Linked DNA regions of Zea mays: all the other regions are linked to region 3. A link is a contact called in public Hi-C data. All regions are on one chromosome and are shown on one strand. The core of a region is the stretch at or near the end of the contact, and the rest is flanking DNA. Distances in the headings are between cores, read along the strand shown. Region 1 holds the start of LOC103632242 (PGR5-like protein 1B, chloroplastic). Region 2 holds the start of LOC100383160 (putative DEAD-box ATP-dependent RNA helicase family protein). Region 3 holds the start of LOC103632245. Region 4 holds the start of LOC100272866 (Spermidine synthase 2).

Region 1 (2,763 bases), core at 236-2,735, 300 kb after region 3:
TTTGGCTGCACACAGCCAAGTCTTTTCCAATTTGATTTTTTTTCTTCTCAACATTGTTTCTAGCACTTAGATAACCACATTAGTATTCAAAAATAATGTACTAAGTTTAGAAACATACCTCATGCCTTGATTTGCACTTTTCCCACATTTAGCACACAAGAAGTCAATTAAGATGTGTTAGGCATCTAATCACCAAAATACTTATAGAAATTGCCCAATGGCATATTTCCCTTTCAGAGCCGCGGGTGAGGCCCACATGTAAAAGAGGGAGAGGAGGGAAGTGGGGGAGGCGACGGCCGGTTGGGCCACTAATGGGTCGGTTCTGGCCTAGCCAATTAGGGTTTCGTTTTTCTTTCTTTTTCTTTCTTTTTTATATATAGATCCATTAAAAATATGAATAAATATATTTTTAAATATTTTCAAAAATCATAATAATTATATAAAAAATTATAATTAAAATATTTATTTTAGACCAAAGTTCCTATATTAATAAATCGGGTTTCAAAGAGAAGGGATTAAAAAAGCATCAATCAAATGTTAGCAAACAAAAAATCATTCTCCTGAAAATAAATTAAATCAAGCACTTGGTTCAAATTTTAATTTACTCTCTTCTAAGTTTTAAATGGCTGTTAATGTATTATTTTACTTGATGGATTTTAGGTGTTACAGAGGCCGTGTGGCTAGTGGCGGGATGGCGCAGTGGAGGGAGCTACGTCCGATGTGTTACCCTTAAAGCTCCCCTAACTGTATGGGAGAGCGGTAGGGATTTCCTCTCCAACAGTTTTTTCTATAGCTCCTATTATACAAGGAGACATAAATCTTCTTTCTGTATATATAGGGGACGCACTATGTTCCGCTACATATTAATTAACATGTTTTAAATACTAATTAAGTCATGCGACATGGTAATAATATGTATTATAGTACTATAAATATTATATGATTTTAAAAAAAATCAAAAATGATAAATATGTGTTAATTAGCTGAGTTATATTATACATAGGGAGATGTATAATATGTAGGGGGAAATCTTTTAGAGAGATTGGAAAATATAATAGAGTGTTTGGTTTGAGAAATCAAACCATCTAAATTGAGGTGGTGCATCATGAGTTCATTCCTCAAATTTGGTGGAATGACCTTATTCCTCATATTAATACTAACTAACTAACTATAAGGAATGAGGTGGTGATGGATCAACTCATTCTATTCCACAAATCAAACAAAAATAGTGAGGAGTGAGAAGATGATAGACTAGCTCATTTCTCAAACCAAACACCCTATAAAAGAATGGAGAGAGTAGTAATACCGTTTTATACAAGCGTAAGCGTAGCTGTTGATGGATCGAGCTGCGTAGCGTAAGGGGAGTACACAGAAAATACGGGAAGTCTTTCCGTTACCAGGTGTCCCGACCTGGACCACGCACCTCCGATTCGCCTTATCGCTTCGCCATCGCTGTCCGCATTCGCGCGCCATCGCAGTTGGGAGTCTTCGGACGCTGCCTCCGCGCCACACAGAAAGGAAAAAGTATCTCTCTCTCCCGCGCGCGCGGGTGAGCCGGGGACCCTCCTACGTCTCGCCACCCTGCTGGTATAGCCCGCCGGTCGTCCACGCCATGGCCACCCAATATGCGCGGCTCTCCCTGCCATGCCGCCTGCCCTCGCCGCTCCCTCCGCCGGTGCCGACGACGACCCGCCGGCTGCCGCGCGCCGCGGCGGCGGCGGCGTCCACCTCCCCGCGGTGCCCACGCGTCGGGGGCGCGGCGGCCACGCGCGCCCGCGGCCCGTGCCGGCCTCGCGCCTCCGAGGGCGAAGTGCAGCAGCAGGAGGCGGAAGCGGACCAGGTGGTGGACAGCAACATGCTGCCCTACTGCAGCATCAACCGCAAGGAGAAGAAGAGCATCGGGGAGATGGAGCAGGAGTTCCTCCAGGCGATGCAGGCACGCACGCACGCACGCGTCGTTGAATGATAGAGTCCCGCCGCATGCGTTTCGCTCGCTGGCGTTTTCATGCGTGGTGTTTGTGTTGTGTGTAGGCCTTCTACTACGAAGGCAAGGCGATCATGTCGAACGAGGAGTTCGACAACCTCAAGGAGGAGCTCATGTGGGAAGGGAGCAGCGTCGTGATGCTAAGTGAGTGCGTTTTTCACTAATTAAGCCCCCCTCCTGCGACTTTTTATTATTACTGTGTCGATGACGTATACTAGAAACGTATTTCCTTAGACGACGACAAGGTACACGAGCGTGCATGCGTTATTGGTGGGATAGCAGTGAGATGGTCCCCGAGGCATTCAGTGTTTGTCTTGAGCGCGCGCGCAGACATAATTTTTTTAATTTGCTCGTGCCAATCCCTAATCGATGTTCATTTGTTTTTTGCCTGCTTGGTTATTAGGCCCAGATGAGCAGAAGCTTTTGGAAGCCGCCATGGCGTATGTCTCGGGCAACCCCATCATGACGGATGATGAATTCGATCAACTAAAGCTGAGACTAAAGGTTTGTTCTCGTTACCCGCCTGTGAACCTTTTGCTAGTGCGATGATGGTGTGATATGCTATATAAGAAGGATGGAGCAACAAGACGACCAGAGAAAATAACCAATATAACCAACAATATAATGATCGGAGTATACTTTAGAGAATATAACGAGACATTCACACCAGCGGCAACACTCAAAAAACGAAAGCGAGAGTCTCGAGTTCTCGACTTCAATCGAGCTAAAGCAAAGAGCACAAACTTAAATCATCCAAGGCAACTAGTGACCGGATGATT
Region 2 (2,700 bases), core at 152-2,651, 450 kb after region 3:
ATGATTTAGGGCACCAATAAAGTATTCTGCTCCAACAGTAAAGTCCTAATTCTAGATTATAGGGTAGCTCACTAGGGTGTAGTATATTTAAGGCACTTGAGAGGGTGCCCTATATGTTTTTGACAAAATTTTACAAAATGAGGCACTGTTGGAGTAGTTTTTCTGTGTAGATCTTTATATTTCAATTTAAGACACCAATTTGAGGTATTGTTGGAGATGCTCTTACAGATTACTATGAATAGTTCTTTTTCATTATCTCACACACCAAACAGAATATGACATGTGCATTTTTGTATAAAAAGGTAAAATAATTATTATTCCTCTCTTTCGCAACAAACAAATGGCTATTGATGACAGAATCTTCTAGGAAAAATCATGTTAAAAACTTCAAGCAGCAGTAGAAGCTCGAAAAAACAACTGGACCTGAAGCAATGATTATTTCAGAAAAGATTGTCAAATAAGAAAGGCTTCAAAGATTCATCATCCAATGAATTAGCAGCACGAGCAGTGATAGTGAATCAACTTATTAGGTGACACATAGTAGAAGCATATGTAGTGTGACTGCAAGTTACTCATGGTATCTTTAGTGTACAAGCTTGAAAATTAAAACTAAAGCAACTTATATAACACCATAGCAGCCAACCAGCAATTACCAAAGTTTGCATGCCATGCTCAAGTATTGTGATTGAAAAACAATATTCGCTGGATTACCTGCTGAGCGAGCTCCCTCGTTGGTGATAGCACGAGGCACCGTGGCACAGCCTTCTTCCCTGCTTTCCCCCCTACCTTCTTCCTGATGTGCATCAGCGCCGGCACGCCAAAGGCGATTGTCTTTCCTGGCAATACCCAGATGACGTAATAACAAGTTCAACACAAATTTGAACACGGGTAGACAAAGGAATGACCAAACGGAAAGCAGAAACCAAATAATTTTACTGTACCGGATCCGGTGGCGGCGATGCCGATGAAGTCCCGGCCGTCGAGGAGGAACGGCCAGGCGTGTGCCTGGATAGGTGACGGCCGCGCGAACGCGCTGCAGCATTCGAGCACCTGAGACGGCAGCTCGGCAGCGGAGAACGACCGTAGCGGCGCGTACTTAGGGTCCTCCGAACCCTTCCCGGTCACCGCCACGGTCTTCTCAGCGCCGTTCTCCGCCTCCACTGCTCCTGCGCCGGGTTCATTCTCCACCCGCTTCTTCTTGCTGCTCTTCACGGTCTCCACTGTCGCCGTCACCGCCGCCTCCTCCTCGGCCTCGGCTGCCAGCTTCCGCTTCTTGTCCTTCTTTCTCTTCTTGTCCATCTTGCTGCTCCTGGGTGCTTCCACTTGCTCGGCTGGAAGATTGCGGCCCATGTCGCCGGGGAAAATGGTGGCGGTGGGGAGGGCCGGAGAATGGGGGGCGAGCGAGGACGGCGGGAACCGGGAGGTGGGAGTTAGTTTCTAGGGTTTTAGAGGAGAACCGAAGCGGCGGCTCGGTGAACCTCAGCCGTCTATTTCTCTATCATGTGGCTTATCTACTATGTAAAGCATCAGATTTTATAGTTCCATGGTAAAAAAGTGACGTCTCTTTGACCATGATAAGCCACCGTCCGACGATGGACGACGATGGACGTTCGGTTAGCTAAGAATCTATACAAAGCATGTCTTAGCAAATTAGACAAGCATTTTGGGTAGAAATTGTTACCGGTATGGTATCAAACGATGTCGCAGGGTTTCCGAAGGATGTACGTTTCGGAGGATCTAGATTTCGCTTGCTATAAAAAAATTCGAGCGCAACTTAACTTGTTTGACATGATTCTAGTCAATCTCTACTATTCTATAAGTCTTCATTGTAGGCGTCCACATGTGCACCATGTTTTGCTCCCGACATCCTCCCCCTTCGCCCCCTCTGGGTCACGCAATCCCAGGTTCCCGATCGCGCAATCCCAGGAAAACTTCCATCATCCGCCCCCCCATCATCGCCCCATGTGCCGTGTTCATGCCCCCGACATCCTCCCAACCGTGGCCTTCAATCGGTGACCGCCCCCCGACATCCTCCCCACATCCTTCCATCGGCGCAATCCTTCCATCCACGCTTCCAATGATGGCGAGCCACAACTGTCGCGCCCCTATCCCCCTTCCATCCACTGGCGTCGCCCACCCCGACGCGTCATTGCTATGGGCAGCACAAGCCTCCACCACTGGGACAGCACCGGCCTCCGCCTACACTGCCACACGTCCATGGGCCTCCACCACCAGGATATCATGTGCCCTCGCCGCCACCACCACATGGCCACGGGCCTCCGCCACTAGGACAACATGTGTTGTCGTGGCCATCACACGGCCACGGACCTCCGCCACCAAGTCAGCACATGCAGTTTGTGCTGCCACGAGCCTCCACCCCCGCACTAGCAGGCACCGTCGTCGCCTGAACCTGTAGCGGGGCCTAGGGAACTGGCAAGTCTCCATTGTAGGCGTCCACATGTGTACCATGTTCTGCCCCCGACATCCTCCCCCTTCGCCCCTCTGGGTCGCGCAATCCCAGGATCCCGATCGCGCCATCCTAGGAAAACCTCCATCATCGCCACGTGCGCCGTGCTCATGCCCCCGACATCCTCCCAACTGCGGCCTTCCATCGGTGATCGCCCCCGACATCCTACCCCACGTCCTTCCATGGACGCAGTCCTTCCATGGACACAATCCTTCCATCCACGCTCCCAATGA
Region 3 (2,700 bases), core at 147-2,646:
GGACAAAAATAAAATGTGGTTACACCTTATAAACTAGGACAGAGGGAGTATTGTTCAATGTTCTCGTGATGAATGATCTTTGAGAGAAGACTTTGTGGTGTCAAGCTCTCAAAGTCATCCCTCCCATAAATCATGGCGGTTAGAATGTTATTCTTTGCTTAATAAGATCTCAACATCTTCCTAGTGACCTTGTCATCTCCTCATTCTTGAGATCCAAGGTCTCTTATCTTGTTGTCAAGTAATAAGATCTCAACAAATCTCTTAATCTCTCCATACAATAGCTCAATCTTGTTGGTTCTAAATTTCTAGTCTCCTTTATAAGAAACTTTGAGTATATCCAAAATCTTCTTTGTAATCTCAATACCATTGACTTTGTCGAACTCATCTAGATTCAAGCAGCAAAGAATAAAAATACATAGATTTGATAGAGATCTGATGCTTTTTCTAGAGTCTTGTCTCTTTCTATAACTAGAAGGGTAATACATAGATCCACAATCTCTTAGAGATGAGGGTGAAGAGACATAAGGTGCATCTTCATTTGATATGTCCAATCGATATAGTGAATCCCATCAAAATAGGGTGGTTTACAGACATTGATTGAATTGAAGTGCACATTTGAAATTTTAGGAATCTTCTTGTAATCATATGAGTATGTGTGAGGCCGTGTTTTGGCAAGTCAGTGTCACGATGGCCATCATCGTCGTTGTTGTTGCTAGAGGAGCCTCCAAATGAAGTTTCTTAACTTGCACCCATGAGATCACTCATATTCTTTTAGATCTCCTTGTCTTGTTCCTCTCATATTATTGAACTCCTCTTACATATTATTGAATCTTTATTTGATCATCTTTTGTTCTAAGGCTTCGACCACTTGCTTGACCTCCTCCGTGACCTCAACATTGTCTCCACTCTTGGCACTATTATTTTCTCATGCAATTAAGCATTAATCACAAGGATTGGACACTAGTACCACTTGAAGGGATCAAAGTGCCTAGATGGGTGGTGTGAATAGGCATTTCCTAATTTTTTTTTAAAACGTAGTGGATTAAACATGGATAAATTCTTACCTCAAAAGGAATCTATGGACTTGTCCAAAAAATTGCCGACGATAAAAAAAACTCTGTATGTAGCATATTAATTCCAACATATTATCTATCTAGTTTAGCTAGTCAGCTGGTTAGCTAAATTTAATTGATGATGGAGCTAATTTGGAGAATTGGATAGTTTTGGGTCATATAGCTAGCCTGTTGGATAGTTATTTTGTTGTTGATTAACTAAAATTTAGTTTAACGAGACATTTAACTAGTCTCTTAAAGATGCTATTAGGATGCAAATAACGAGAAGAGATTGTAAAAAAGAAAAGGATACAGAGCGACGCGGATAACGTGACACCCCCTCCCCACTTTGCCCGTTTGGCAACGATGTTTTTGGTTTTGGAGGGAAGTTGCGCGCCACCTAATTTCAGGAGCCCCCGACACCAAAACCCCCCTGCTAGGCTGCTCGCCTGCTCCCAATTCCCACCTCCATTGCTTCAAACGCGGCGAGATCGGAGGCCAAAGCCGCGGCCAAACAAGGCTGTCTGGGGTCTCAAACCGAAGGCCCAAGCGGCGCGCCTCGACACCCCGGCTCCCCTCCGCCCAATCGCCTCCCGGCCCCCGCGCAGCGTGGCGCGTTAGGTCTCCGCCGCCTACCGTACGGTGCACTTCTTGGCCCCTCCCGTCTGCGTGGCCCTCCACCTCTTCTCCGCGAAACCGATGTCCTTTTCTGGGTTTCCTGCGCACCGCGCACGCCTGCTCGCCCGACGGGATGTCGTGGCGTGGCGTGGCTAGAATCTTGAAACCGCTAGTGTCATAGTGTGTCTCTATGTGCGCGCCGCCGCGCGGGTGCGTGTGTGCAGTGTGTTTCCATTCTGTCGTGCGTTCATTCCGCTTGGCTGAGACGGGAGAACAGGGATGAATTTTTCTTCTTCTCTTCGTGCGGGGCCTCACCAGCACCACAGAAGGGGCGGAAAGGGGTGGACGTTTCTCGTATATCCAATTGTAGGATTGAACTTGAAGGCGATGAGCGCTGGCCGAAATTTGTGGGTTTGACCGTTTGAGTGATTCACACATTGCCTGTTTCCAGCGTAACATGCGTTTGGTCGCTTGCTACTTAGAGTGCTGTGCTGTTTTGCCTACGTGCAACGCCGCATTACAAGATCAAGTTTATTACGAAATGTCTAAAATCTAAATGGAGTGTCATTTGGAAAGCAAGAATAAACGTGATATTTACTTCCCATCTTTGTTTAGTTTATGTAATTTTTCATCAAGAAAATACATGTTTTAGCTCTCTGTTGTATTTGCCATGCCAGCACATCAATGAAAAAAAATGAATGTCTCATTATGTTTTCATTATATTGTTGTTGTGCATACATTAGAGCATTTCTTATGATTGTGCTTTCATTTTATGGCCAGTCTGTATGCAACAAGAAGCTGCCAGCATCCACTCCACCACCTGCCCTCTATCACCGTCATTGTCTACTGCACGGTATGCTTCTCCATTTCTCATCCTTGTAGCTATTGCTCTTCTCTCTGCAGATTTTTGTAGTTCTGGATTTTTGACACACCTGCTAAATTAAAATGCCACCAGGAAATCTGGAATTCATGTGTTTTTTGTTGATCATACTGGATTTGATGAGAGAAGTGGCGACCTATATGATTTGAT
Region 4 (2,776 bases), core at 91-2,590, 470 kb before region 3:
AGTATGATAAATACGTATGTACAAAAATTAAAAAATAAAAAATATCTTTAATATAGGTATTTACATATAGAGGACGTGATTTAGAGGACGTTGTTGGAGAGAAAGTAGATATAGGAGATGAAATCTTTTAGAGAAGACTGTAAATGACGGATATAGATGATGTATATAGAGGACGTTGCTGGAGACAGTCTAAGTATCTAAGTTTCTACATATTCAATACTCCACTTTATCATTTTCATATGGGGACTTGAGGTTATCTTATTATATAATGTTTATTAGTCTTGGTAACTTATTTGTATTTTTTGACGAAGTTAGAATAATTTATGAATTTAATAAATTTAATGATTTTTTTGCGAAACGAAATTGAAATACACAAATAGATTCTGAAATTTATGAAATTTTACGGAGTCACAACATATGTCCACATACAATCCTAAAAAATGTTTGGAACATAAATTCACAAGATGCCAACATTGTTTCCATTTACCTTCCATTTGTTGTGTGAGTTACACGTCAGATGACTCTAAGTATCCATGTTTTAACATAATTAATACTTCACTTTATCATTTTTACGTAGGGACTTAAAGTTACCTTCTTATAGAATATTTATTAGTCTTGGTAAGTTATTTGCAATTTTCTATCGAAACCAGAATATTTTATGAATTTAATTGTATTTTGATGATTTTATGTAGAAAGAAATTAATAATACACTAATAGCCTTACCATTTCATGAAATTTTATAAAGGCACAACATATATCCATATATAATTCTAAAAAATGTTTGGACTCAAGTAGTGGCTAAACGATTACAACAACAATGCTGTGTGAAATGATGTCTTACACAGTATCCGAAAAAAAATCTGTTACCAACGTTATCCATATCCGACTAGTTCCGTATTCGACACACGATTATCCGTATTTGCATCCGAAAATATTCATATATTTGTATATGCATTCGTATTCGAAGTTATTCATATTTAAATTTAAATCCGAATAAAAATATGAATAATATGTTTTCGATGATGATAACATCCCTCCGATCAATACGAGAGACAAACACGTAAATCACGTGGCACGTCAATCAGCCCGGAATCATGGAATCGAATAAAGATAAAATAAATAAAAAGCAGTGCGCAAGTGGGAGGAAGGCGGGGCCGCATCGGCCCATCCCCATACGGCCACACCTGTTCTCGCAGAATATAAAGCATCCGGCACTCGGCCGCAGAGCGGAGGCCCTACCGGACAGTGAGGCGCCGCTTGCCCTCCACATACGGCCGCGGCGAGGAACCCAAAAGGCCAAAACCCTCCCAAAAGCTACTACACAGTACACACACGGAACGGAATCCGGGCATCCGGGAAAGCAGCCCTAATCTCAAGGCCGCGGCTGCGAGCGCTGCTTCCCACCTCCCAACTCCAGAAGTCCTCCCTAGACGCCGCCAGCCGCGCGCACACCCACCGAGAGCTCCTCGGGCTTTCTTTCTCCGTTCCTCCCTCGCGCGCTCAGGGTTTCACGATGGAGGCCGAGGCGGCGGCCAAGAGGGCGCGGGAGGGCGGGGAGGACGCCACCGCGCCGGTGGCGGGGGCCGAGGCGGTGGTCGCCGGTGCTGGCGAGCAGGCGGGAATCTCCGCCGTCATCCCAGGATGGTTCTCCGAGATCAGCCCCATGTGGCCCGGTGCGTCCCCTGTTTTCCGTCCTCTGCTGCGCTGCGCTGCGCATCGTCATGCTCCCCCTGTTCTGTTGAGCGCACTTTTTACTTCGGATATTCTTCTTTAGTCACTGCGGGGTCAGGGTCACGCCAACCACGTGTGTTTGCCCTTGCTCATGGGTCGGTTTCGGTGTCGAAATGGTAGGTGAGGCGCACTCCTTGAAGGTGGAGAAGGTTCTGTTCCAGGGCAAGTCAGACTACCAAAATGTGATGGTTTTTCAGGTAAATTGTTATTGCCTTTTGCTTGCACCCAAGCCACTTCGCAATTCTTCGGTGGGACATGATCCTGTTGCCTTTCTGTTTTGCGTTATAGTCCTCCACGTACGGGAAGGTGCTTGTCCTCGACGGAGTTATTCAGGTGACAGAGAGGGATGAGTGCGCGTACCAAGAGATGATTACTCACCTGCCCCTTTGCTCCATCAAAGACCCCAAGAAGGTATATGAGATGACCCTTTTTGGCTATTTGTACCAGTGTTATTAAAACTACGTTTAAACAACGTTTAAACTACGTTTAAACGTCAAAACTCTAATTAGAGGTTGAAACCGCGTTTTGGCATTTTGGCGTTCTGAACTGTAGAACACAGTGTTTCATGCGTTTTAGACCATTAGATATTTTTGGGCCTAGTCTGTTAGTTACTTTTGGGTCCAATCCGGTTCATGTGTGAAGTTTTGGTAAGCCACTAACCTCTCTGTTTTGGTATTTAACTTCATGTTATTGTCTGAAATTATGATATATTGGTATTTTTCATATGTTGTTTAAAACTACGTTTAAACAAAAGTTTAAACGTTTAAAAGTCAAAACTGAACCCATGAGTGTTTCGACGTTTTATTGTTTTAATAACCTTGATTTGTACCTTGCCTAAGCATCTTTATTGGACTCATACAGTTATTTAGCAGAATGTACCCTTCATTTGTTTTTTATGCCAAAAAAAAAAAACGAACCAAAACTGCAATTAGTAGCTTATAATATTATTGCTGAGAAAATTTGAAATACTTGCTGGCATCATATCTAACGATAATAGCATACATGCTATGGTACATTTAGCATTAAAAGGTGTACTCCGATGCTA

The links. A called contact is a pair of places that touch in the nucleus more often than the background predicts.
Region 1: a contact with region 3 is called in a Hi-C map of bundle sheath, with 2.4 times the contacts expected there. The contact joins the promoter of LOC103632242 here to the promoter of LOC103632245 in region 3. A contact is called at or near these places in 3 of 25 Hi-C or Micro-C datasets (bundle sheath, endosperm and leaf).
Region 2: a Hi-C map of endosperm shows a contact between it and region 3, with 2.1 times the contacts expected there. The contact joins the promoter of LOC100383160 here to the promoter of LOC103632245 in region 3. A contact is called at or near these places in 4 of 25 Hi-C or Micro-C datasets (bundle sheath, ear, endosperm and 1 more).
Region 4: a contact with region 3 is called in a Hi-C map of ear, with 1.7 times the contacts expected there. The contact joins the promoter of LOC100272866 here to the promoter of LOC103632245 in region 3. A contact is called at or near these places in 3 of 25 Hi-C or Micro-C datasets (ear, endosperm and tassel).

Annotation. Positions count from the first base shown.
Region 1 is chr7:34,202,919-34,205,681 of Zm-B73-REFERENCE-NAM-5.0, reverse strand. LOC103632242 (PGR5-like protein 1B, chloroplastic) reads left to right here and starts at 1,485. Exons shown (of 10, transcript XM_008654057.4): 1 at 1,485-1,936; 2 at 2,032-2,128; 3 at 2,388-2,488. The coding sequence starts at 1,613.
Region 2 is chr7:34,052,334-34,055,033 of Zm-B73-REFERENCE-NAM-5.0, reverse strand. LOC100383160 (putative DEAD-box ATP-dependent RNA helicase family protein) reads right to left here and starts at 1,401. Exons shown (of 12, transcript NM_001175825.1): 1 at 942-1,401; 2 at 712-836. The coding sequence starts at 1,350.
Region 3 is chr7:34,502,513-34,505,212 of Zm-B73-REFERENCE-NAM-5.0, reverse strand. LOC103632245 reads left to right here and starts at 1,396. Exons shown (of 5, transcript XM_035960874.1): 1 at 1,396-1,689; 2 at 2,451-2,523.
Region 4 is chr7:34,976,147-34,978,922 of Zm-B73-REFERENCE-NAM-5.0, reverse strand. LOC100272866 (Spermidine synthase 2) reads left to right here and starts at 1,340. Exons shown (of 9, transcript NM_001147319.1): 1 at 1,340-1,673; 2 at 1,852-1,928; 3 at 2,020-2,142. The coding sequence starts at 1,514.